Regions from separate parts of the Danio rerio genome. Here region 1 is linked to region 2. A link is a contact called in public HiChIP or PLAC-seq data. All regions are on one chromosome and are shown on one strand. The core of a region is the stretch at or near the end of the contact, and the rest is flanking DNA. Distances in the headings are between cores, read along the strand shown.

Region 1 (5,023 bases), core at 120-2,619, 220 kb before region 2:
TTCTGCGTTCTCTCAGACAAATGGGTAACAATTCACAATAGTCAGTGTTAGTATGTACTAAACAAACAATAAATAATACATTAAATACAGTGTTTATTCAAGTTTATAACTGGCAATAAAGTTGTTCGTTGTTGGTTTCTTGTTATGATGTATTAACTAATATTAACAAGCATGAGTTTGTCATTTTAATAATGCATTAGTAAGTGTTGAACTATGGATAATAAATTTAGTACATGTAGTTCATTATTAGTTCATGTTAGTAAATACGTTACTCTCAATGAAACCTTATAGTAAAGTGTGACCAACAAATAATACCCTTGACAGCAGGCCTTTATAGAGAGAAAAAGTGCACTAGCCTACACTTCAAAAAGAGAATGCCAATATAAAAATACCCAATATTTCTTAAATTGTAAAAGCGACATGTATGTAGCCTCTATTGCTTCCCTGAAAACGAGTAAAAGCTGAGCACATGCCTGTGTTTGCGTGAGCCCCAGTGATGCGGCGAGCTCGGCTCTCTCTGGCAGAGCCAGATACTGGGTTTGCTGGAACCGCCTGTTCAGAGCCTGCAGCTGGAGACTGGAGTATATGGTCCGGGGCTTGCGGATCTTTTTGCCTTTCCCGTTGAAACGAACCTCTCCTCCTTCCACCACGGTGTTTTTCTCTGACTCCGGTGCTGGGAGGGAGAAAGAAAAGGAGAAACTGTCTCACAGACTGCTCATGCAGTGCGGCTCACATCACTGTGCACAAGTTTTACAGGCGGCACTTTAGGTATAATTAGCCTTAATTGCATACATTGTTTATAGCATTACGCAATAAATAATTACCAAGCCTAATAACAGCACATCTGGGCTACTCCAGTCCAACATTCTCGTAGTGCGTCGACAAAAGCAGCGACCAGCAAAAAGACCAAAGCATTTCTTACCTGGGTCCTCCAATCGGGTCTGCGCCAAAGCCGAGTTGTTTGGGTAGGTCTGCACGGTGCTGAGGTACGGGCTGGAGGAATGGCTACCGACCGAGTTGACGTATGGATAAGGCAGAGATCTAGGGAAGGACGGAGCCGGGCTGTATGCGCTGTCGTGTTGCGGGTGTCCGGAGGAGTGTAAACAGTGCATTGAGTAATGTCCGTGGGTCATAGATGAAGGCGACATTTGCTGACTTGGTGGCCCAAATTCCATGAACACGCTCTTTCCTGAGACTGGGCTGTTTAGACTCTCTGGTATTGTAGACATGGTCATGTCTCTCGCTCTCGCTCTCTCTCTCTCTCCCTGCTTTTTTGTTTTCTTCTATGATCTGAGTGAAGGATGGATCCCAATTTAAGCTCAACTGATTTTTTCACTTTCCATTCATAAGAAAATGTAGTTTGTCTCTGTGAAAAGTCTAGGTACGATGCTGTGGATCCACACAAACTCGCTCAAAGGTTTGAATCAGGGAATCATGAATATGTATCCAAGGTGCTCTCTGATTGGTCCACTCCCTCCAAGAGCGATGCGGATTGGTAATCCGAGGGTCGGGTCCGACGGACCTGATAAACTCAAGAAATAAGACCAACCTGTGACTCTATTGTGCAATGCTAATGTAGAAATTTAGGGAATGGACCGAGACGCATAGGCCGTACTTGGGAGGCTCAAACACATTTCCGCTGAAACCACCAAATTTGTCTCAACAGTGTAAAATATATAAATTTTTTATAATTACATTCGTTTTTTTATATCAGTGCCATCAGTGTAAGGCCTGTATCAATTAACAAATTATCAGAAAAGTAACAGTAAAATTAAATTATATAACCAAGGGGAAATGGTAATTCTTATGCAATATATGTGTAATTATAAGTAAATTATATTATTATTATTACTATTACTATTATATTAATTATAAATACATCTCTTAAAATAAACAAATCAGAATAAAAAACAAAAGTAAAGGCTGTTATATAAAAAGCAAACCTTTCGTAATAGTGAACGAAGATAGCATGCTCCTAATTTTCTGCTGGTCACGGCTCCGTGAACAAAGCATTTAACACCTAACAAATATGATTAAGTACAGGTATAAATGTGTGTCTCCAAGCAAAGATGAATTACTTTGATGATTCATTTGGTTAAAATGCTAGTCTCGAGTGCTTGAAGACACAGCTGAAACCAACTAAATTAGCATAACACTGTTGTTTAATTTTCATACGCATAATTAGCTGTGTATTTAACACTTGCAGTGTTGAGCAGATTCACATCACTCGCGCGCGGGTTAAATTACTGCGCTTGAGGATCAGAGAAACAGGCCGGTGTTGATAACAAACTCCGATTATTTGGTTTATTCCTTTCAGGTTTGAGTTTTGTTGACGTTGCAATGTTTGGTTTGTATCGAAAGGTTTTTTTTTTTTGTAAAAAAAAAAAAAAGTTGGCAGATTTGTGTTTGAATAATTGGATCTGTTAAAATTACATTTAACACGGATAAACAATAGCAAATGTATAAATAGCTATTTATTTCCCTCACGTTTACTACCTATAGAAATTAAAATGTATACCTCATTTTCCTTCTTAAAGCTACAATATCACAAAACCACACAATTCTACACTGCAGAAAATGATATGATCAATTAGTTCTGACAGCAAATGTTTTTAGGTCATTAATATTAGTAAGTTAATCATAAGTAAATCATAATCAAACTAAGTTATGCAACCTGTTTTTAAGTCAGTTAGTAATATTAGTAGTAATATTATATAAGTTCAATGGACTCATAAGGTTAATTAGATTCAGTTTAAATTCAGTTTTGAATAAACTCGTAATAATGTCTACTTTATAATAGTTAAACAAATTAATTAAAACGGAATAAAATAAAAACATAGCCAGCACATGTTTAGGGCTGTCAATAACAACCTTAAGCAAGAAAGAAAAATGTAAATGCAATAGTTTCACCCTTATTTATTTATTTTTTTATTAAATACAGCTGACAATTACATGGATTTTTTGTCTGCCATTAATTTTTAACGAACATGGGCCTTATCTTCTTTAAGATTACATTATTTAAATAAGCAAAGCTAATAAGTAAGAACAAGTAATGAAATTAATCCGCGAAACCGTTTGATGACTTCATTTTGGAATCAGCATTCTAAAATCAGCCTTTTTAGAATCACTCAAGGAATAACTGACAATAAAATATTCGTGTAAACTGATTGGAATATTTTCTCGCGTGTAGCTTTTTTTTCCCAGAAACGTGACAGCTTCATTTGCAAAACGACACAGCAAATCAATCACTTTGTCTTGTTATTCGATAAAAACGCAAGCTAAAATCATACCAGTGTTGCAGATGAGAAATACAAAGCTAACAGAACTCAAAGAGACAAATAAGAAGCTCGCAAGAAGCAGAACAGAATGAGACCGCTCGTACCGTCGGTGTGCGACTCCCCGTTGAACACGGATCACACCTCCACATCCTCCTGTCATTTTTTCTCTCTCTCTTTCTCAGCCTCCGCGCTTGTCTTTTCTCCAGTCTTCTTCAAAATGGTCATAATCCCAGTATGTATTCACTTACATTCCGTCATCACAAAAAATACACTGAAATCAGAAAAGACTCCAGAATATTAGACAAAAAATGACATTTGGCGGCAACACGATGCCAAGGATGATACTGGACTGACGACCACATTTGACAGTACCTGTTAGATATCCCACCATCCTCAAAATTGTCCAATTTCAAGCAATTTGTATTTCAAATGACATTTGCAATCTACTTCGGGGATCCTTCATCAATAGCGCAAATAATGACAGTATTACAACCGACAATTATCAGCGTTCAGAACACAATGGACAACGAGTTGCACGTGTTCATTGTTTTCGATTAATCTGAAATTACAAGCGGAAAAAAGTGTTATATAGCACAAGGATAGCGAATTTCAAAACAAAAATTAAACTGAAATATAAATACGCATATATTTCCAAGCATATGCGAAAAGCTTAAAGATTAAGATGCAATGTAGAGGCAAATTTGTTTTGTTCTCAGTGTTTTTTAAGATTTCGATTACATAATAATAATATAGTATAAGTAATATAGTAATATTATTAATAATAATGATTATGATTACATATACACTGCACTTTGTTAAATTAATTCATCTTGAATTGTACATATCCAGTGCACACATTAGTAATTATGTTCATATCCGCATACTTCTAATTAACAAAACCTGTACATACATTCATCAATTCAACCTGTATATAATGTTCATAGTACATCCATCTGTAAATATCACCATAGCTTTTCTATATTAATTTATACCTGTATCCTGCTCTTGCACTCCTAGTTAGACCTAAACTGCATGTTGTTGCCTTAAAAGTTTATTGACAATAAAGTGTAATTTAATGTAATCTAATCAAATTATTATCGATTTATTTTTTAACATTAAGTATACTAGAACTTCCTGAATTTCAAAGATTAAGACAAAATCATAAAGGGACAGAATATATATTGTATATAAATATATAATTGTAGAATATGTATACAGATAGATAGATAGATAGATAGATAGATAGATAGATAGATAGATAGATAGATAGATAGATTTCATATTATGTAATATTTATGTTATGTACCATTAAAATTAATCTAGCACTAAAAGTGTCTGCTACTCTGAATTGCTGCGATTTATAATCACAGATTGGTTTTAATTAAAAGAAAGCAGAAAAAAGAATGCTGGCATGCATTAAACCCTGGCATCATAGAACAGTATCTCAGTATCGTACTGTGTGGTCAGTCCTATAATAATTATACAGTGCAGCCCAATTGTCCAGCGTGTCAAAATGATGAGCTTTCTGTTTAGACCCAACTCAAATAAAGCAGCATGACGAGTTTATAGAGCACTATCCAGAGAAGAGGATCATCAAGAGTGAGAGTCAAACACCTGCTATGCTGCCCTGATTTAGTGCACCACACCAGCTCAGGCCCACTCAGAGAGTGTGTGTGTGTGCAGTATACAGACATGAGCTGACAAACTGCTTCACATAGGGACCGTTGAGGTTACGGCCTCATCCG
Region 2 (4,809 bases), core at 1,759-4,258:
TTATTACTATTATTACTATTAATAGTATTTAATTTGAATGGTTTTAAAGACATAGGACTCTATTTAGACGGTCCAAGCGCAAAGTCCAACGCGCAGGGCGCAAACGCATTCAGGGTGTGTCAGAATCCACTTTTGCTATTTTAAAGACGGAAAAATCCCCTTTGGGCTATGGCGCATTATTCTCTTAATGAGTTATAGATCTGTTTTGAGAATAAACCAATCAGAGTTTCATCTCCCTTTCCCTTTAAGAGCCAGTTCTGCCGCGTGTAAGCGCATTTGCTATATACATGGTGAACTTTGTAAGTGGAAAAACTGAACGCTTCACTAGAAAGAAAACAGTTAAACAGAGCATCTGCAGCGCGAGAATGAGAAATAAGCCTCCTCATTCTTTACTTTCACTTTCGCTCTCATGGATAGGGAAATGTGTTGTACGCAGACATTAATTAGCCTATGTTTAATTTAGTTTGTTAAGCACAAATATTTGTTTCAAAACTATTTCTAAATTCAGTGCTAATTTCCAGCAAATGAATAAATGAATAATAATAGCAAAATGTGCTCAAAAACCTGAGTTATATCAAAATACACATGCTGTGCCCCATATGGTCTAAAACCTGACAGGTGAACAAATCTAAGCATGTTTTTAATAAAACAAATATAAATATGGATATAATAAGTAATACTGCGAATAATAATAACATTATACAAAAGCAAATTGTTATGAATGAACTGAAAAAGGCCCCCGAGATGAAGAAGACATGAAAGTTTGGTTTTTATATTTATGTAGGCTAGAAAAAAATATTTTTTGTAATATTTTAACCCTTTAATTCTTTCTCATTTATAAAGATATTTGTGTATTGCTGTACATCCTGTGTGTGTTAAGCAATGTGTAAGTGAGGCGCAAAACTATCACGCTCTGCGCTGGACAATAGACCGGCTTTGATCTGATCTATTGAACCGTCTATTTAAGTTCCTGAAAATAGCAACGCGCCAGCAATGTGCCTCAACACACCTCCTTTTTTAGACCAGAATGCCTATGGGCGCACATATGAGCGCAAATGCATTTGATATCTAAACAACGTGCTGCAAAACGTCAAAACGACTCTTGCGCCGAGCTGAAACTAGCAAACAACAATTGTGTTGTGCCTACATATATATATATATATACATATATCTATCTCATTCTACAGTAAATTGATTTTCTGTAAAAAAAAAAAAAAAAAAAGTGTGGCTGTTACAACTGAAATATCATGTTAGAAATTAAATGAAAGAAATATCCTATAAACGTCTCCACAGATTTTATCCAGCAAAACATTCCACATAAACTTAAAAGTGGGATAGATGTAAATTGTATTTTTTTGTAATAAATATGAGACAACAGAAATACCCAAAAATTATAATTTTTTTGATGCAAAAATTATAATTTTTTAGATGTAAAGTTGGTTTTGTATTCGCACATTCATTCATTTAACTGTCTTAATATTGTTTACCATGCTAAATTGAATATTAGGTCAGAATTAGCATGCAAGTATGACTTCTAAACAAAATTAACACTATCTAAGTCACTGTGAACAATGTTGTACTTTGATAGTCATTGGCTGCTAATATGATTTCCCCTTTTTAGAATTTGCAAAGCATACTTTTCTGAAATTAAATTAAGGAGAATGTCTAAATATCCAAATCTAAAACTATCTTTACCTCTATCATTTTTATTAGCCTCCTGTGTGTAGGTTCAGTACTACTTTTCAAAGCGAAATTACTCAACAAAAACAAAGGAGGCTGAGAATAGGAGGAGGCTGAGAAAGGCTCATTTTTTATGAAAATTTCAGACGGCACTTAGAGGTTTTTGCATCTGTACTCTTCACTTATTTTGGCATTGTACATAGTCAACTTGCAAAGGTGCAAAAAATGTATTAATGTTTGTAATGTATTAATTTATTTGTAACCAATTTTCAGTGTTCAAAACCTCTTTCATCATTATGGGAAAAAATCACTTTTTGGCTTTACAGTCTATCCTAATCAATTTATTTAATTAGATTACTTATATTGTTAACAAAATTTTACATTCATAAAATGTAAACTTACTATTAAGAAACCAAGTTTTAAGATATTAGTGGGTGAAATATGCTTGTATATTACCAGTATCAGAGACTGCAATTTTAGACATAGAGGTAAAGTTGGTTTTATATTCACACATTCGTTTATTTAGCAGTCTATATATATTGTTTACCATGTTACTTTGAATATTCGATCGGAATTACCATGCAAGTATGACTTGAAAACAACATTAACACTGTTTATTTGACTGTGAACAATGTTGTACTTTGATACTCATGTGCGGCTAATATGATTTCCCTATTTAGAATTTGCAATGAATACTTTTCTGAAATGATATTATTAAGGGGAATGTCTGAATATCCGAATATAAAACCAACTTTACCTCTATATTTTAGACCCAATTTACAAAACATCGTGGTAAACAATGCAGAGACCCTGTCACTGTTCAAAAATGAATGAATGTGCGAATATAAAACCAATTTGATCTCAATTACATTAGTTATAAAATCAGTAAACACTTCACTAGCTCTGGGAGCAAATAAATATTGACTAAATCATCTTAAAGCGGATTTTCCTGCTGTCAGTAACTGTTAATCTGCTAGAGATTAACTTCTGTCCTTTCACTACATAAACAAACAGAATCATAAGCACATCACTTCATTCATATCATATTACATCATGTTAACGTTATATACAAAATATTATATTCGCAGTCGATTTTAAATGCGTGACTGTCATATGACTGACTCCCAACAGCACTCCTGGTAAATAGCTACTGCTGGACTACACCCAACGCATAAAAGTGACAACCCGGCGGATAAAAAGTTGACTAGAGTCATAGACACATTATTGAAACGTTTTCTCTTATTTAAAAGCATGTTATAAGCAGACCTGAGATTGTTTGTTGCCTGCAGAAAGCGCTGCTTTTGTTGCCCTGCTCAGTTTCCGGGTGCGCGGATGCGGAGGCGCGACTCTGACGGGTGCCGGGAGGATCAAAAAAGCGAATGTTTAAAACGCGATTGCTGTGAAATACTACAGAATAGGAAAGTACCATATACAAAAACAAAAATGAGCTAAAGGAAAAGTAAATATTTTGTTATTTAAAATAGGTCTAGATATGAAACATAGTAACATAACATAAAAAAATAGTAAAGCAAAACGCTTTATATATACAAATTAATACTGCATATTGTGAGACTTTTCAGGATACAAACATTTCAGTGCACTATTAGAGTTTTCAGATCATGACCGCACTTTAAATAGCTGATACCCTGATGAGTGCACTGACTGAACAGGGGTGCTGATTGAGAAGTAATCTTGTCTGCTTGCTTAGCCTAATTGTTGCCCCCTGTGTATATAGCCCTTGTGTGTCAGTCAGTTGTTAAATGTTTGTTCCACTATGTTGGTGGATCTTCCTGTTGTTTCCTCTTTTATGGATTTATTAATAAACGCTCCTTAAATGCATGTGGATTACGCCTCTGCTTTACCAACATGCAACGTACAACCCAGGATGTCTTTTTTTTTTGTTGGGGGGGTGGGGTTAGGTAGTTAGGTAGTTAGTTAGTTAGTTAGTTAGTTAGTTAGTTAGTTAGTTAGTTAGTTGTATATCTATTTATGTACACAGGACGGAGAAGAGACTGCATGAGCTTCATCAATAAACACACAGGAACACCATCACATACAGTTAAATTCAGAATTATTAGCGCCCCTGTTTATTTTTCCCTGTTTTCTGTTAAATGGAGAGAAAACCTTTTCAGCACATTTCTAATCAATATAGTTTTAATAACTCATTTCTAATAACTGATTTATTTAATCTTTGCTATGATGACTAAATAATATTTGACTAGATATTCTTCAAGACACGTCTATACAGCCTAAAGTGACATTTAAAGGCTTAACTAGGTTAATTAGGGTAATTAGGCAGGTTAGGGTAATTAGGCAAGTTATTGTATAATGATGGTTTGTTCTGTAGACTATTGGAAAAAAAGTTGTCTTAAAGGGGCTAATAATTTTGACCTTAAAATGCTGTTTGAAAATTAAAAACTGCTTTTATTCTAACGGAAATAAGACAAATAAGACTTTTTCCAGAAGAAAACAATATTATTAGACACACTGTGAAACTGTTGTTGTAAAATAGGAATCATTTTTTATTATTTTTGTCTCTTTTTCTTTTAATCAAACAATTATTTGTATTGATCATGTAAGGGTCATATATTAACTGAATTTCTAATGTTGTGTGTGAATGCTGTGCATACTAATTAGCATTTTTGCTGAAGTAGATAGATGCTGGTCCAAAATTAAATTCAGCTTTGCAGAAACTTCCTGTCTGAAGAGAGGTGTTAAAACTGAACACAGAACACAGAAAGATGTATGCTTTGTTGTTGTGCAGAGCATTCGTAGAAAAAGAGGAAGTATGTCGAAGGTGCGGCCAATGGAGGACTGAACAATGACTGACAAGTGACGTTACACCAAAACTCCACCTGTTAAGATCGGTTGTGTATATATGCTGGAGTCAGGAAATGTATGTTAGTTGCAAACCTCTTGAATGTAATTCTTGTATTGCATTGGGGTAACGTAACCCAGAGCTCTGTCATCGAATTATTCATTTGTATCTAATAAATTGTTACGATTTTTGACATTGAAGAAAAACCTCTCCTGACCTTTTCTCTTGAACACACATGGAATTGGCTAGATATTCCAACAAAACTTTCCTTGCTCTGTTAAACATCATTTGGGAAATATGAAAAAATGAAA

The links. HiChIP or PLAC-seq counts read pairs in DNA pulled down with a chosen protein or histone mark.
Region 1: a contact with region 2 is called in an H3K4me3 HiChIP or PLAC-seq map of embryo, with 4 times the contacts expected there. The contact joins the promoter of dlx1a here to the promoter of dync1i2a in region 2. A contact is called at or near these places in 5 of 18 Hi-C or Micro-C datasets (caudal fin, embryo, hematopoietic stem cells and 1 more) and 2 of 4 datasets of contacts at active chromatin or transcription factors (caudal fin and embryo).

Annotation. Positions count from the first base shown.
Region 1 is chr9:3,399,261-3,404,283 of GRCz12tu, reverse strand. dlx1a (distal-less homeobox 1a) reads right to left here and starts at 1,369. Exons shown (of 3, transcript NM_131305.1): 1 at 923-1,369; 2 at 474-673. The coding sequence starts at 1,235. LOC141376047 (a long non-coding RNA gene) reads right to left here. Exons shown (of 8, transcript XR_012385125.1): 6 at 3,651-3,837; 7 at 3,383-3,549; 8 at 1,931-2,020. The region is part of intron 1 of LOC137496440 (a long non-coding RNA gene); the gene reads left to right.
Region 2 is chr9:3,184,271-3,189,079 of GRCz12tu, reverse strand. It overlaps dync1i2a (dynein, cytoplasmic 1, intermediate chain 2a), which reads right to left and starts at 3,008. Exons shown (of 15, transcript NM_001076667.1): 1 at 2,947-3,008.